3 separate regions of the Zea mays genome follow, and all the other regions are linked to region 2. A link is a contact called in public Hi-C data. All regions are on one chromosome and are shown on one strand. Each heading gives the region's core, a stretch centred on a gene start, on an enhancer-like site or on the middle of the called end of the contact. The rest is flanking DNA. Distances are from core to core; before and after follow the strand shown. Region 1 holds the start of LOC103649859. Region 2 holds the start of LOC100273473. Region 3 holds the start of LOC100278616.

What was found. Hi-C and Micro-C count contacts between places; a contact is called where the count stands out from the background.
Region 1: a contact with region 2 is called in a Hi-C map of ear, with 2.6 times the contacts expected there. The contact joins the promoter of LOC103649859 here to the promoter of LOC100273473 in region 2. A contact is called at or near these places in 3 of 25 Hi-C or Micro-C datasets (bundle sheath, ear and tassel).
Region 3: a Hi-C map of endosperm shows a contact between it and region 2, with 4 times the contacts expected there. The contact joins the promoter of LOC100278616 here to the promoter of LOC100273473 in region 2. A contact is called at or near these places in 2 of 25 Hi-C or Micro-C datasets (endosperm and leaf).

What each region holds. Positions count from the first base shown.
Region 1 is chr7:32,346,884-32,349,583 of Zm-B73-REFERENCE-NAM-5.0, reverse strand. It overlaps LOC103649859, which reads left to right and starts at 1,373. Exons shown (of 2, transcript XM_020541622.3): 1 at 1,373-1,684; 2 at 1,834-2,700. The coding sequence starts at 1,496.
Region 2 is chr7:32,566,569-32,569,268 of Zm-B73-REFERENCE-NAM-5.0, reverse strand. It overlaps LOC100273473, which reads left to right and starts at 1,405. Exons shown (of 3, transcript NM_001147910.1): 1 at 1,405-1,819. The coding sequence starts at 1,453.
Region 3 is chr7:32,707,219-32,709,918 of Zm-B73-REFERENCE-NAM-5.0, reverse strand. LOC100278616 reads right to left here and starts at 1,361. Exons shown (of 2, transcript NM_001407528.1): 1 at 1,083-1,361. The coding sequence starts at 1,352.

The DNA.
Region 1 (2,700 bases), core at 124-2,623, 220 kb after region 2:
GGCTTCATCTACTAGAAGTTTCCAGTGTGAAGCAACCACGAGTTTTCCAAGTTCCTTGTGTACTGCTATGTGTGGATGGATTCTTTTCCTGTGGCCACAGAGTCACAGACATGATGCCTGTTGCTAAAGATGCTGGGCCCAGCCCCGGTCCTGGATCTGCCCATCTGCCCCTAGTTTCGTCTACTAGACTAGACTAGAAAGCACCACTGCTAGCTAAATTCACAAAAAGAATTTCCATGCTCATTGTCTACTGCTAACCAAGACGCCTAAAAAAGATTTCCAAGTTGCCTAAAAAATATCTCCAAGTTGCTTCTACGAGGCCAAGGCCTTTTAAAGAGGTGTTTTAATGCACTAGAACTAATAGTTAGTTAGCTAAAAATTATTAGTAAAATTAGCTGGCTAACAAATAACTACCTAACTATTAACTAATTTATTAAAAATAGCTAATAGCTGAACTATTAGGTAGGATGTTTGGATGTCTCAACTAATTTAATCCACTAAATATTAGTTTTAGTGCATTCAAACACCCCCTAAAATATTCTCAAAGTTTCTTATTAGGTGATGCTGGACCGAACATACATATGACCGTGCAAAACACTATTTCGTACTATAAATGGTACTATTTATAGTGTGGAGTTTAAAATAGAGGGTTAGATTGGGGTGCGATGCGACTGCTGAAGACAGCTTTCGCCCGCTGTTGGTTCTCACACTAACCTTTTCTTTTTTTTGTACTCGGTGCATGTATCCTATTATATTCTAAAAGCATGTAGCGTGCATGGACAAGGGGACACGAGACTGGAAATGGGGTGTTCGAGGAACAAAGCAACTGTGATGTGTTTTAAAGAGGTGTGGAGTTGATTTCTGTGTGAATTTTATTTTAAGTGGTCTATAGTTGATCTCTGTGGCTGGTCATTGCATCTGCTGCCAACTTTATTTGACTTGAGGTTTGTCCATTTGATAGACCTCTGTGTCTGCCTGATGATTTCAGGAAGAAGTTGAAACTGCAGTCTCCCCGTGCATGGCTGGGGTCTTCTGATGCTTTCTGGCTTTTGTTTGCCTCTGCACCTGCTGTTTGACTGTTCTCCACGGGACCTGCTGTTTGCACGGCAGTGGTCTAGTCTCTCCAACCCCAAAAACATAAACAGCAGCCGTTTCCTCTCTGGCGTCCACGCGCTGTGCTCTGCTGACCAGTGACCACCCAGGCAGGCTCATCCTAGTGATTGGTGCCTTTGCCGCGTGTACAGGGAGTTCTAGAAGCTTTTTATCCCGTGCTCTGGTCTTCTTCTAAGATCCGGTGTTCAACATGACCAAAAGCTACCCTCTGTATAGTTTCATGCCTTTGCTGAATTCCTTTTCCATCCGTGCACAAAAGTACAAGCGCTCGATTTGTCTTTTTGCTTTGTTGTCTGGTCATTGTCAAATATCACTGCAGCCCTCATTTGTTTTTTTTTTCACGTGCCACCTGGCAGATTCTCATATTGTTAAGTCGAAAAGGATGTTCATTTCGGCATTAATTAGGTCAGAAACACAGTCACTCATCAGTATTTTTCTTTCACACACCAACTCATGTGCACCGGTCACTACCAGACCCCCGTTGTTGGGCATCACATTCACATTTCCCTCAAGAATGTCTTTATATACACTTGTGAGAACTACTCATCACTTCCTTGCACTTCAGTTGAGGGTAGGTCCTTGCTCCTTTACAGCTAGTAAGCTAAATATTTTCTGGTGATCCATTGTTCCTCACCTCAGTGGAACACTTTTGATTCTGTCCAAGATTTTGTCCATATGTTTAGTCTCCTCATGTACAATTGTGTTTTTTTTTCTGAACAGGGAAGGGATGCTACAAATACTTATTGGATCCTAATGACCGAGATGGTCAGTTCTATGGTTGTCCAGGAGACAGTTAGCCAAATTCTATCCGGTCTGGTTCACAGCTACGAGGGCAAAGAAGACTCAAATCCAAATGATAACTTGGAGAGGCTTGAGATGGCGCATATCAAGCTGGAGGCAGCTCTTGAAACATGCAGCAAGTGGCACGTCACTGATTTGTCATTGCTGCGTTGGCGCAAGAAGCTGAAGCGAGCTGCTAAAGAGTGTGATGACACGCTATACAAATACAAGAAGATGATCCTCGAAGATGAGCAGATGGAACAGGAGGTTAGGAATTCCTACTTTCCAAGACGAATAGCACATGCTACCAAATCCTTTATTTTCTCTGGCTTTGGCCGCAACAGCTTTGAGTCCAGCAGATCTGCTGTTAGAAGATTTGAGTGGTTTGCAGACAGTGCTAGTGAGCTTCTGAGATTCATAGAGCTTGGTGGCACACCTTGCTGTCACATGCCATTCAACTCTTTTGCCAAGCACCTTTTTGCAGGCAAGGAACTACAACATAAAATTGTTCACGGAAACGAGTACCCATCGCTTCTACTATGGTTGGTGCCCTTTGTTACGGAAGAGCACGGAATAGAAGCGTGCCTGGTATTTATCAAGAAAGACAGAAATACGCTGGAGGATGAGTTTTTCTTTAGTGTAATACTGCAGCTTTCAGAAAGTACAGACATAGTTGGGACCGCAGTTAAGTGCTTGCAGTTGTTCCCCCACCATTTTCAGCCCACAGTTGATACTATCAAGAAAGAACTTACTCAGCTGAGTACACAGGACTTTTCATGGGTGCCATATGTTGATCTATGGCACAGA
Region 2 (2,700 bases), core at 156-2,655:
AAAATCTTCATAAAGTTTGTAACTTTGGAGTTAAGGTATTTGGTAGGGTCTGATCAGCTTCTGTTTAGAGTTTTGATCTAGCACTACACCAAACACGCTATTATATATTTATTCGACTTTATACAGTTGCACGTGACAGGCTAACGGGCTGGCCCGGCACAGTCAGCAGGTCGGCATGACGTGCCTGGGCCAGAGCTATGGCCCGCGGGCGTCTGGCCCGTGCCGGGCCACCGTTTGACCATCTATAGGCGTGCAGCGGGTTAATTTGAAATAGTGTGAGGGGTTATTTGTAAAAAATGATGCGGGACGACCGTTGAAACTGGTGCTTTATGTATTGTATAGACAAGCAATTATTTGTCAGCAAAACAAAATCTACACTTGTGTTGAATGAAATAATAATTAATGAACTGTGTTAATTTGGTGTTGTAATGATATGGTATGTGAAATTGTGAGTATTATTTACTTTTTTTAGTGTTAAATTAGTCTAAAAGTAATCGGTAACTGATTATATTGTACATATCTATTTTTTGGCTCGCGAGCTAAACAAGTCAACTTGAGCTCGCAAAATCAAGCTTATTCTCTGACTTAGTTCTTTAATAAACTGAGTCAAGCCAGCTCATTACCTTAACGAGTCAGCTCGAGCTCGGTCGCGCTGGCTCGATATTCGGCCCGGCCAAACGACCAGTTTTAAAGCGTGTTTGGTATGGCTCAGCTCCACTCTAGAGTAGCCCTACTCCAAAATTCTGGGTGGAGCGAGTTTAAATTGCTTTATTATAACTAGTTGCAGTGACATATAAATAACTCAAAGCTATATGTTTATGTTGTTGTTTTTTAGAGATTTCACACTTCCGAACGATAAAAAGAGGTACTCTAAAAAATTTGTACTGGAGCTAAAATCTTCATAAAGTTTGTAACTTTGAAGCTAAGGTATTTGGTAGGGTCTCATGAGCTTCTATTTGGAGTTTTGATCTAGCACTACACCAAACACGCTATTATATATTTATTAGACTTTACACAGTTGCACGTGCTTTGCTACAGTTATGTTATATATCAATTGAGATATTTATTTAAATATAATTATTGTTTATTTCTAAACACTAAGATACACGTGGTTTGATGATTAGCTCTAAATTTTTAGAGTAGAAAAATATAGATTTCAGGACTCGCTCTACACTATTTTTTCGCGCCCTAAGGGCTGCACGGGCGGAGGGTCCACGCGTGGTATAGATAAAATTCATACTGTATCAATGGATAGACTTGAGTACATTGGCGTTTCCCAGCATCACTTTCCTGCCCATCCCTTTTTTTGAAAAAAAAATATATCGTTGCACTAAATCCAGCACGAAGTATCTAGTTATAAGCAAAATCCGCCACGGCAAGTCCTCGTTGCAACTCGCAATTGCAGACGCACGCTGATCATCAAGTCCAGCAAGGAAACAAACATAGAGCGTCATGGACGACGCGCAGTCCCGCTCCCATGAGCTAGCGACAGGATGGCCTCTTCTCCCCCAGCTGCTGGTGGTGCCACTCCTCCTCCTCCTCTGCCTGCTGTCGTCCGGGCGGAGGAGCAGAGAGCAAGGAGCAGCAGAACGAAGGCGTGCTCCCCCGGGGCCCCCGAAGCAGCTGCCGGTGCTAGGCAACCTGCTCCAGATAGGCAGCCGGCCGCACCGCTACTTCCAGGCGGTCGCGCGGCGGTACGGCCCCATCGTGGAGGTGCAGCTCGGGCGCGTGCGCACGGTCGTCGTCTCCTCGCCGGATGCTGCCAAGGAGGTCCTCCGGACCAACGACCTGCACTGCTGCAGTCGCCCCAACTCACCAGGCAAGTAGCTCAGCCCACACATCGCTGATAAGTTTAGGTTTCGCTCGCAAAATGCAAAAAAAAAGTGAAAATGATCCATTGAATAAGTATAGACACCCACCTTAGATTTATGACACGTATTTATTTATTTATCATGTTTTTAAAACGAAGTGTATATATATATTTTTCTAATTACTTTCCTCAATTTAAACAACAGTTTCATGTGTTACGTAGACATGCGTCGTAAATTTATGGATAGTTGTATAACGGGGATCGTCTTCATTCAATTTTTTTCCTAAAAAAAGAACTGGCCACGTGGGTCATGGGGCCTTATGCACGTGGACATATGCATGCATGACAAGAGTTCAGTCTTGGTTCCTGGTGGGATCAAAAGGGCATATGCACACGTTTACGGCCAAACTGTTTTTGGCAAAGCAAAGTAACATGTGTGGGACCGGATGGGAGGAGATCGTGGGATCACAGTTCACACAGTGAAAAAAGAGTATAGTCAACAGAGAAACTACTGTGCTTATATTGTTGTTTGTTACACACTCTGTCTAAAATAAAATTCGTTTTAGAGTGATACAATAATCAATTTATGTGTTTTGTATATATGTCTAGATTTATTATCATCTATTTGAATATAGACATAAAAATCAAGAGCTAAAACGGTTACTATTTTAGAACACAGAGAGTACTAATTACTCTCTATCTCAAATTAAAATCGGTTTTAAAATTTTAATGGATTCATATTATACTTCATGTATGTGTTTTACATATATGTTTAGATTCATTATTTGTTATCATATATGTAAAAAACATATATGTTTAGATTCATTATTCATTATCATATATGTAAAAAACTAATATTATTTTCGAATGAATGGAGTACTAGCTTACTA
Region 3 (2,700 bases), core at 112-2,611, 140 kb before region 2:
TTAATCTAATTTATAAATTTACCATAAATTATATTTTGGTAGATAATGATGAGCTCATTAACAAGACTAAACAACATAAGTTAAATAAAGACCTAATTATAACATAATAAGACATGGTATAATAAGTGTTGTTATTGCATAGTAAATACTTATACGAAGCTAACGCAACTGAAACATATCAAATCGGAGTTAAAACGAAGGAGTTATGAATTTCCTAAGGTTTTATGTGCTTTGTACAAGATTAAATAGAATATAAATTTTAATATGACTTTTATGCCAAAACAGTGGTACAAATGATAAACAATAATATTACAAAATTATAGCAATTGGAATGGACTAATTTGGACATCATACGAATTTTCTATGAATTAATTGAGCTTCTGCAATTATTTTTAAACTCAAAATCAATTTCTAAATTCTTTTTTCTTATTTTCTTTATCTCCTGGACTGCGCACACCAATACCAGGAAGCACAGGGGCTAATCTATGAAAATTCCTAGACTCACTCTACTTCTGCAGTGGACCGCGAGTTTGTTACCTAAAACAGAGGGTCCTATTTGTAAAGTCAGCGATCCGAAGGGGTATCATAAGTCCTCAGTCGTCCGATCAAGTGTGAACGGCCAGGATTAACTCCACTACCATGCAAACCGGTACGCAACCTAATCCCACGCACGTCCGATCGATCGGAATCGAACGACCCACGCCACATCCGACCAGACCGACATTCTGTTTCTAATCGCCACCGTTCTTCATCAGATCGACGGTACTGGGACCATCACCTACACCATACCAACCAGGCGGCGGTGCAGGGCAAGCCGCAGCGGCGATCCCACCGGCATAGGCCAATTCGGCGCCCCGATGCTCTAATCCATGGGTGATTTGGTGCCACATGATGAGGGAACGGAGTAGAACTCGAACGTGGAACCAATTTCTGCTATTAAATTCTCGACGATCCCAGCCACGGAATGGCGCGGCCCGCGGCGGCGCCAGGCTTCACAGAGAGCAATTCCACTAGCTCCGACGCAAGCCAACCAGTGCAACGCGATCCAGTACAAAGGAAGTTCAAGAGGGAGTAATTTGTACCGTGAATCCGGTGGCGCTATGCCCTAATCGCGGTGGAGGTCGAACCACGTCGGCAAAGATGGAGTCTGACAAGGTAGCCACCCTGCCTGGATACCCAATCGTGACCACCCACGCAGAGCCCAGGTACACGAGCTTTGGTGATTCACCGGCAAGCCAATACAGCCGCAGTGAGGTCGCAGATGGCCAGCGTGCGCGGCGGTCCTTCACAGCTCCCACCCCGCAGCGACAAATTTTCTTCTCTCTCTCGCTCTGATGTCCTCTGCACTCCATGGATGATGGGGGCAAGGTAGGGCCGACGGAAGTGTTTTTATACCCCAAGAACGGATAGAGTCCGAGCACGGATCAAGGAATTGGATCTACAACCTCGCGGTGAATTCGTTGATTCAGTTACGGAGCTCGTGTGGGAGATAACACGCTGTTGCAGTTGGAGAAGGTGAACAGGAGAGTCTGATGAGGGGGGCCCACTGTCAGCCCGAAGGTGCTCTCAACCCCGCACGGATGCGGAGAGCAGCGCACACGAGAGGGAGCCACTGACCAACGGGGCCCACATGGTAGAGTACGCGGGCGGGGATTGCTCGGCCGCGAGTGGGAAAAGGAAGTTGGGCCACGGAACGGATGGGCCCAAGCGGAGAAGCTTTTTCTTTCTTTTTCTTTTTTGATATCTATTTCAAATTCTTATTTCAAATCCAATTCAAACCAAGTTTGAATTCTAAAGTTCAAATTTATGCATAAGCAAAACCCCAACTTGATTCACAATTTCTACATAGTATTACTTTATTTATTTTATTACTATTTTAATTAGGTAATGTTTTCAACATGAAGTACAACACATTATTGCAATACATTATTATTTTGGGTGTGTACTCAAAATAAAAATTCTCCCTTTGTTTTGATAGGAACATTTTTAAATGTCTACTCTTTATTATGATTTATTTTAACTATCATTATTTTATTATGATCATCTACCTTTAAAAGGGTGAATTATAACGTCCAATTATTTATCAAGGGTACTTTGCTCAGATTTTGTCTACCAATCCCAAGTTTAGAATTTGGATGTTACAGCCCTGCACAGAGAAGAGATTGCATGTGTTATACCAGATGCATTACCAACATCTAACTACAATTTTGATACTCGCAGGAGTATGGAACAGTGCAAGATCAATTGTAGGGAACAATGGAGGTGGCAGAGCGAAACCCTATGCGGCGCCAAGGCTCTGCATATATTGAAACATCTTCGCCATCCTCTGCTGATCTGCCAGGCGGGCCTCCCGCTCTGCTTCCATCCTCGCCTCCATCTCTTGGTGTTCGCTCCTCTCTTCTTCTAGCTGGGTCTGTAATATTCCAAGACAATGTTATAGTAACTCAAAAAGAAGGTATATAACTCAAGAAATGGCGAGTTATAAAAGCACTAACCTCGAGTTGCTGTATGCGATGCTGTGAGCTGTCGTGCCGAGGTCGTATGGTTGGACTCGAGCCCGTGCTCCTTGCTCGCACCTAAGACAGAGTGGGAGTGGACGACGAGTCGATTGCCCCGTCGGCAATCTAGTACCGCCCATGTCTCTTGCCTCCTCCGACCCTCATGAGCACATCGGGGTCGATCTGCTCGGTGCTCGGATCA